Linked DNA regions of Rattus norvegicus: region 2 is linked to region 1. A link is a contact called in public Hi-C data. All regions are on one chromosome and are shown on one strand. The core of a region is the stretch at or near the end of the contact, and the rest is flanking DNA. Distances in the headings are between cores, read along the strand shown. Region 1 has its middle 220 kb from the start of Thbs1. Region 2 has its middle 88 kb from the start of Thbs1.

Evidence for each region. A called contact is a pair of places that touch in the nucleus more often than the background predicts.
Region 2: a contact with region 1 is called in a Hi-C map of the A7r5 cell line, with 5 times the contacts expected there. The contact joins two enhancer-like sites. A contact is called at or near these places in 2 of 12 Hi-C or Micro-C datasets (the A7r5 cell line and mammary epithelial cells).

Annotation. Positions count from the first base shown.
Region 1 is chr3:125,287,357-125,291,569 of GRCr8, forward strand. No RefSeq gene overlaps it. Among named protein-coding and RNA genes, the nearest start is that of Thbs1, 220 kb to the right of the region's middle. Within about 2 kb of position 1,810, at least 7 of the 93 cell types and tissues checked have an H3K27ac peak or open chromatin away from gene starts, as enhancers often do. A contact at or near this core is called in the A7r5 cell line, where this site is marked.
Region 2 is chr3:125,419,951-125,424,163 of GRCr8, forward strand. No RefSeq gene overlaps it. Among named protein-coding and RNA genes, the nearest start is that of Thbs1, 88 kb to the right of the region's middle. Within about 2 kb of position 2,136, at least 16 of the 93 cell types and tissues checked have an H3K27ac peak or open chromatin away from gene starts, as enhancers often do. A contact at or near this core is called in the A7r5 cell line, where this site is marked.

The sequences.
Region 1 (4,213 bases), core at 560-3,059:
CCTGGGCTTGTACTATGTAGTCATTTTCATTGCTAATTTGCTGAGGCTTTTTAATCATAAGATGAAAGAATGTTGAACTTTGTCCAATGTTTTCTCTGTAGTTTCTGATATAACCAGAAGTTTTGGTCCTTCATTCTGCTGATGCAGCACTTTGAGTTCACTGACCTGCATGTGTTTAATCCTCCCCATATCCCAGTTTGATTTTTGATCCCAGCTGGAATTTTTGTTTGTTTGTTTGCTTGCTTGCTTGGTTAGTTGGTTTGGTTTTTTGAGGATTTTTTTTATCTATGTTCAGTGGCAATATCAACCTGTAGCTTTCTTTTATTATTGTTTTCTGGTCATGTTTTGGTAGCAAGGTAATGCTAGCTTCATCTAATGAGACAGGATGTGTCTCCTGCTCTTGAGACTTTTGGAAGAGCTTTGGAACAGTTGCTGTGCTTAGTAACTGGTGATACTGAGCAGTGATGCCAGCAGACTGTGGGCTATTCTCACTGGAGTATTTTGTCTATAAGATGCTATTCAGTGAGTTACAAAAGAACCACTCAATGTAGCACCTAAATATCAGCACTTAAATATTGTGCAGGGATTCTCTCTAAACCCTCTGCAAGTGCACTGATATGTTCAAGCATATTCGGGATCCTCTTAAACTAGGGAGGTAGTAAATAGAATTGAAGTGGCCTTGACAGAGTATGCACAGAAGAGAAACAGTGGGGACTCAATCTGATCTTATTCCTGGGTTTTGCTTATTCAAGAATCATTGAGTTTGTGAGCCCCAGAACAACAAAATACCCATGGAGTTGCTTAGAATCCTGAGTGTCCCTTGTTACCCTGCATGGACCTTCTCAGAAGTCCGCTCAGAGAGTTCAGCTGTGATGAGGGAAAGGGTTTACTTGATTTTCCATATCATTCTACTTTCCACAAAACCTTGATGGATTCTCGAGGTTTGAGTGTGGACCATGGTTATATTCAAGCCATGTTTCATTCTCAGGTAGGAGAAAGAATTCCTGAAACTAATCTCAGAATATTCCTGACACAGACAGCTCAGAAATGTGTGCAAAACTTTATAGTCAAAAGGTAGAATGGGTCTTAAAATGTGAACTCTTATAAAAAGAATATATGATTTAAAAGCAAAGTAAATTGCATATACCTGATATGAAAGATAATGAAAGGTAAAATTAGAAAACTGGGGTTCAGATGTAAATTCTGTCAGTTTTCCATTGACATCAATTTGAACAGTTTATATCTCCTGACTCTCAAGTTCTTCATTTGAAAAATAAAATGTAAAAATTAAAGACTGCATCTTCACGGAGATTTTATAAAAATTAAAGAGAGAATGAGATTAGTGTTCTAAACTAACCAAGTCCATATTGCTAAATCTATCTAATAGCTGTACGTCTTAATCTCACCCCATCTACTAGCCACGTTCCACATCATTGCCCCCTCCCTCATTCTTCGAATACTTTCTTTACTTGGACTCTTGGATCGCACATTCATTGGATTTTCACATTCCTATTTTAAGTGGAATGTCTTGGTTTATTTGCTCCTTCCTCTATATCTTCGTGGCATCTTAATCTCTGAGTGCTCTCTGGAGGAAGGGAAGCCCAGCATAAGAAAATTCAAAGCCAAATTTCTCAAGCATACAAAATGGAGAGGGTCAAGTTTGGCTTGCAAGCAGAAGAGCTAGCCATCACATGGATAGTTACACAATATGCATGGCGAGTAGACAGAATAGAATGTGACTGTATAGTAGGGGCTGTCTGGAAGAATCCTTTCTTCAGTCTGAATGTATCAGTGTGTGTCTGTGCACAGCTCCAGGGATTTGACCTGACTAAGGCAATGAATAAGAGAATGAAGAGCAGTCTAACATACAAACACACAGAAATATCTGTGAATCAGGCAGATGGATTGGGCACTTCACTAGAGAAACCACAGAATGTAGGAAGCTCGCTGTGCTTATATAGAGTTGAACAAAGAAACTGGATATTTGCATATAGCTAAACAAGACTGTCAATATCCATACATGGGCCAAAAGGGAATGGTTGGCCATTACCCTCTGGGTTCGGGGCTAGGATCTGCCATGGTAATGTCAACAGTACACATTCACTAAGGACCTTACACACTGAGGGCTTTCTATACATCAATGGTGTTATATCTGACACAAATCCACAAGATTTTGATACTGTCAAAATCCTGCCTGGAACCAGCAATTTAATCTCGAAGATATCTGTTAACAAAAACATTTACGTCAGTTTTGCTTGTTTGTTTGTTTGATGAATTTAGAGTTAGTGTAGGCTCACAGACAAAAGGATACAGTAACTTAATTTGAGCACCTAAATGTAAGTCCCAGGGGTGTAGAGCAGAAAAAGAAGGACATACCTAGTATGTGCTAGACAACAGACACAGTGAGCGTCAGTGACCAGTTTAAATCCTTGGGTCCTAACTGAGGTAGTTGATTCCTCAAAATGATGTACTTTTGCTAAATAGAGACATAGGAGTTAGTAGCCTTGAAGGTTATTGAAGACAGACTTCTTTCCTGGTTGGGTTTGGATCCTACTTTTTCCTGCTTTCCTGGTAAAACTGAAAAAGAAAACTACCACAACTGCATTTCTTTAGCCACCCTAGTCAAATGAAAGGAATACCTCCAACCTTCTGATCTGCTTTGAAGATTAGAACATTATATATTTTGGTCTCTTCCCATAAAAGCTAACCCATTTGGGTCTGACAATCACCTGATTTCTTCCTTCTATCTTTTCCTCTTCTAGACACTGACCAGAACCTAAGCACTCTTTGACACTTTGTCTCTCTCACCTTTGTTTCCCCTTCTGCCATGCAGGTGCTTACCAACCTCCATTACTGAACATGTTGGATTTCTTGGATCCTGACCCACAGGGCATGGCTTTCAATGCCACATCTCCTTTTTCTTGGCAGCTTCTGAGAATAGAGCCTGCCTACCTGGTTCCCTTCTAAATTTCCTTCTGTCCATTTTGAGAGAACCCCAATTTCTCTGGTAATATCTTTACCTCATCTTTCAAGAAGAATTCAGCTCTATTAAGTATTAAAACTCCTGTGTAGAATTAGCTCAGTTTGTAAATTCTGGTATACTTGGAATCTAAGGGAACACTAAATCCAAAGGTTATAAGAAAACAGATATTCATTACACACTTACTTTATCCCAAGCGTTTGTGTATATGATTCACACTGGTAATAAAATATTATTATAGGGCCATTGGTATGAGCTAATTTTGAGCCTCTAAAGATGGTTGAATCAACCAAGAGTGGCTAGCAAGCCAAGAGACAAATGACCAGAACAGCCTGAGTCCTTGGCCTCCTGTGCCTGGACCCAGCGCTCTAGGCTCCACCTACCTGCAGGCTGAGACACAGCTGCAATGCGATCCCTGACAGCAGTCATGATTTGTGTCCCTCGTTCAAAGATGTATGAACACTGAGAAGGAGCAAACACATCATTATGTTAAATGCAAGTCTGCTCAGATGCAATGATTCACCATTTTAGTAGTTTCATTGCCACAAATCATCCATTATATAACCATTCCCAAACTAATCAACTCCCAACCTATTACTGTCAGAAAGTTCTTGTGTTTCCTCAGTAAAAGACATTTTCCTCATTCACTCAGGGGTTGGATTTAACATCTGTACTTATTGGGGGGGGATAAACTCTGCAAACTGCTTTAAATTTCTTAAAAATATGGCTACACAAAAGATCAGCCCTATTAACAGGTCCAGGACAGTGCTGGAAAATCACTGACTGTCTTAGTTAGGGTTTCTACTTTTGTGACAAACACCATGACAAAGACTAAGTTGAGGAGGAAAGGTTTACAGAACTTACACTTTCATATAGCTGTTTATCATGGAAGGAAGTTGGGACAGACATTCAAACAGGGCAGGAACTTGGAGGTCAGAGCTGGTGTGGAGGTCATTGAGAGGTGCTGCTTCCTTGGTTGTTCTTCATGGTTTGTTCAGTCTGTTTTCTTATTAAACCCAGGACCACCAGCCCAGGGGTGGCACCACCCACAGTGAGCTGAACCCTCCCCTATCAATTATCAACCAAAAAAAAGCACTAAAGGCCAATATGAAAGAAGCACTTTGTCAGTTGACATTCCCCTTTCCAAAATGACTTTAGCTTGTGTCAAGTTGATAGCACTGTTTATGTTTGCCCCAAAGAGAATGTACTTTAGCAACTAGAGGATAAATATTT
Region 2 (4,213 bases), core at 886-3,385, 130 kb after region 1:
CTCCCCCCTTGACCAACTTTAATACACGGACTCTCCAGAGGTGTCTCTCCACTTGTTAATCAAGCCCTTTTAGTGAATGAATCCCCATGAATTAAATGACAGCCTTGTGCTGATAACTTCAAAACTTAGAAAACAAGTCTCCAGAGCTTCAGGTCTGGATATCCAACTAGGTACACAACATCACCAGTAGATATGTAACCGTCTCAGTTTTCAATAGGGGTGCCTCTTTCCACCAGCCTGGCCCTCTTTGACTTTCTGCTTCAGTAAATATGACTGCCATTTAACTGTCTTCTCAAGTTAGAAGACCAAGCATCATCCTGTCTTCCACCTTTCTTTCTTCTTTCTGTCTCAGAATACCAAGGCCCAATTTTTCTATCTGTCGCATGCCCAACGTCTCGCCAACAAGAACGACGCGCGGACACCAGGATCCTTCTGCAGCAAAGCGTTTATTGCATCTTAAAGAGGAAGAGAGCGAGCCCCAGAATGGCGCTGCTTATATACACCCTAATGTGGAGTGTCCACGCCTGATTGGTCGCTTACCCATGATCTCATTGGCACGCCCCGGGGTGGGCAAAGACTTGGCGAGAACATACTCTTGCACATGCGCACACAGCTAGTTTCCTGAAAGGAAGTCAGGCTGGCGCAGCGGAAGCCAGCGCCATCTTGTAACGGTGAATGCTATCGCAGCTTTCCACATTCTATCTGAAGCAATATTTTCAGTATATCACCTCTTCTTATTTTCTTTGCCAACATTGACTCTATGCCCTCTCTTTCACAGCACATTCCTACCCTCTCAGCTTCCAGACGCATGCCCCTCCAACCCATTCTCTACATTACCATTGGCTGTTTCTGAAGTGAAGTGCTGACCTTTCTGTACATACACACTTGGAAACCTTCGTGTCTTCCCCACCCAGTACTGCAATAGAGAGGCTTCAAACATCTACTGACTAAAGAATTTAAAAGGCAAATTACGAGTTTGTCTCCAGCAGCTTTTTGTTTTGTTGCATACGTTGATTTGTTTGTATTTCACAATTATTAGATAATAAGTCTTTAAGTGTGTTAGGAAGCTAGTGGCCAATATCATGTCAGGGAGACTTTGTAGAGGAAAGAATCATGACTTTTCTCACTGTGCCAAAGAAAGTCAGTCATAAACCCAGTTGGAAACAACACAGATGCTGTGATGATAACATAATATTCCAAGACTTAGAGGAAAAAACCCTCTCATACGTCAAAAGCTAGAATTCAGACCAACTCTTATCTTCAGACCTCAGACATCAATGGAAGTTAGAAGCAATGTCTTCTGATTATACCTGCCAACCCTTGATAGCCCAAAGTGCCTTGGGACATTCTCTGTGGCTATCAGGAGAACACAACACAGACATTCCCAGACAGCTACAAACACAGAGGGCTGAGGACTAACTCACAGACTCATAATCTTGGCCTCAGAAGCAAGTAACTCATCAAAAGTAAAGTCCAGGTTTCCAAAGCCAATGTGCATACGTATGTATACAAAAGTGGTGTGTCTGTGTGCATGTATGATTTGATGAGGGCCAAGGTGCTTGCTTATATGCCTTAAATATACAATTTATATCACCAGCCTCACTTTGACAATATGAACATCACTACTCCATGCTTATACCACACATTCTTTCACATAACATGTACTGAGCCCAGCCGTTCATCTAGCACTTAGCTTACATTATATCTAATCTTCACATTTCTCAGTCCACTCTTTTCTACACCTTACAGAAGATTAAACCAAGGCCCTAAATAACCTCAAGTTCCTGTAAAAGAAAAGAGGGAAGCCTAGAACAGAACCTGGGCTATTCCAATCCTGAAGTCAGCCCTCTTTCCACGCACCCTCCTTACATCAGAAATCATTGTGTTTCTAGTTAGTAAAAAGAAAGTTTCCTTGGAGGAGAAAGTTTCTGCTTTACGGTAAACCACCCTGATAAAAATGATTCAGTGACTATTTTTGAGATGTCAGAGTTGAAAATGTACAGATTTCACAGGACAAAGAACCTGCCAAGTCCCAATTGCACAACCAAAGCAGTGCAAGGAGCCAAGGAGGCCGACTGTGTGTTGGAAAAACCACAGATGTCATCTGGGAATGCTTTCCGATGGAGGAGAGACAGTCTTGCTTCCGCCGGAACCACAGCCTTATAAGGCCACACTGTTACTTCCTTGGCTGGATCAACCCAGTACATACTGCCTGTTCCCTTAGATCACAGACTACTGACTGAGCATCATGGAAAGAATGCCCCTGCTGGGCGGCGCACTTAGTCCCCATCCTGAGCTGGCTCACAAACACCCACCTTGTAATAAAGCTTCTATGAGCCTTTCAGTGGGGACATGGGGGAGGCAAGACACTAGGGTCAAAAGTAGAGATATTTAGGTGCCCCTGGGAAATTAGTCACACATCATATCCCTTCCTCTCCATTTACAGCCACTTATTTGGGAGCAAAAGAACTCTAAATGAATGAAAAGTCCTTTCCACCCCAACATGTGTTCTGAAGTTCACAGGAAGCCTTCTCCTCCTTTGCTCTGGGGCATGCAGACAGCCTGCTCACAGCTGTGCCTCCATGAGCTAATCAGACAGTAAATGCTCACAATGCAGAGGGCTCCAGGGAAATGCCTCCAGCCATTTCTTTGCCTCCTATCATTACACCAAAACTCAAGGAGAATAAAAGGGACTTAGATACCTCCAAGTAAACCAATTCCGAGAATCCGCATTAAGCCACGATGTGAACTGAATGAATGAGCTTCTAAGTAGTGGCATATTCTAGTTTAGTGAGGTGTGTAGACATGAGAATGTGTCTCACAATCCTCCTTTTACATGGTGTGGAAATAATCCAGGGCCCCAACACTGTACTTCCAAAGTCTATCACTTGAGCTGTGCCCTGCTAATATGGAGAAAAAGTTCCTCCAAATATCAACGGCTTGACCCTGTATTCCCAGAGACCTGGTAGAGTTCTCTAGACGATAGGGCATTAACTACTAGCCCTTGGACTTTGCATATTCTGCCGGGCCCCACCAGGACTAGAGTGAGTAGGCTTTTTGGAAGAAAAGAGATGACCTTAGGAGTATTGAATAGCTTCTCATCCTGTCTACACGTAACTGATAGCAGAAAATTCACTGCACCAGGTACTCATTGCATAGAATAGTTTCCATTCCTCTGCTTCAATCTACGGAGATATTCTACACACTTTTCATTTCCAAGTCATCATTTTCCAAGGGTCCAACAGAGAGCAATGCTAAAATGATCCATCCCTATGAAACTGAAGAGAAAGACAGGTTTTCTTTAGAGAAAGCACATGCAGACATTTATTTTGAAAACTGATAAACAGTATAAAGAAAAAAAAATCACATTACGTTCTCTCCCTGGAACAGAAGAAAGAGTTGAGGGTCAAAGAGGTCTCAAACCTACTTGGAGCTCAAAAAAATGTTGTTAAATATTATGCTTTTCCCATCAAGGTGGATTCTAGAACTATCCAATTACCTTCCTAAAACCACCGAGAAGGCTCAGACTTCTTTATAACCTGTTTTTTTTTATTTATTTATTTATTTTTTTATTAACTTGAGTATTTCTTATATACATTTCGAGTGTTATTCCCTTTCCCGGTTTCCGGGCAAACATCCCCCTCCCCCCTCCCCTTCCTTATGGGTGTTCCCCTCCCAACCCTCGCCCCATTGCCACCCTCCCCCCATAGACTAGTTCACTGGGGGTTCAGTCTTAGCAGGACCCAGGGCTTCCCCTTCCACTGGTGCTCTTACTAGGATATTCATTGCTACCTATGGGGTCAGAGTCCAGGGTCAGTCCATGTATAGTCTTTAGGTAGTGGCTTAGTCCCTGGAAGCTCTGGTTGCTTGGCATTGTTGTACTTTTGGGGTCTCGAGTCCCTTCAAGCTCTTCCAGTTCTTTCTCTGATTCCTTCAATAGGGGACCTATTCTCAGTTCAGTGGTTTGCTGCTGGCATTCGCCTCTATATTTGCTGTATTCTGGCTGTGTCTCTCAGGAGCGATCTACATCCGGCTCCTGTCGGTCTGCACTTCTTTGCTTCATCCATCTTGTCTAATTGGGTGGCTGTATATGTATGGGCCACATGTGGGGCAGGCTCTGAATGGGTGTTCGTTCAGTCTCTGTTTTAATCTTTGCCTCTCCCTTCCCTGCCAAGGGTATTCTTTTTCCTCATTTAAAGAAGGAGTGAAGCAT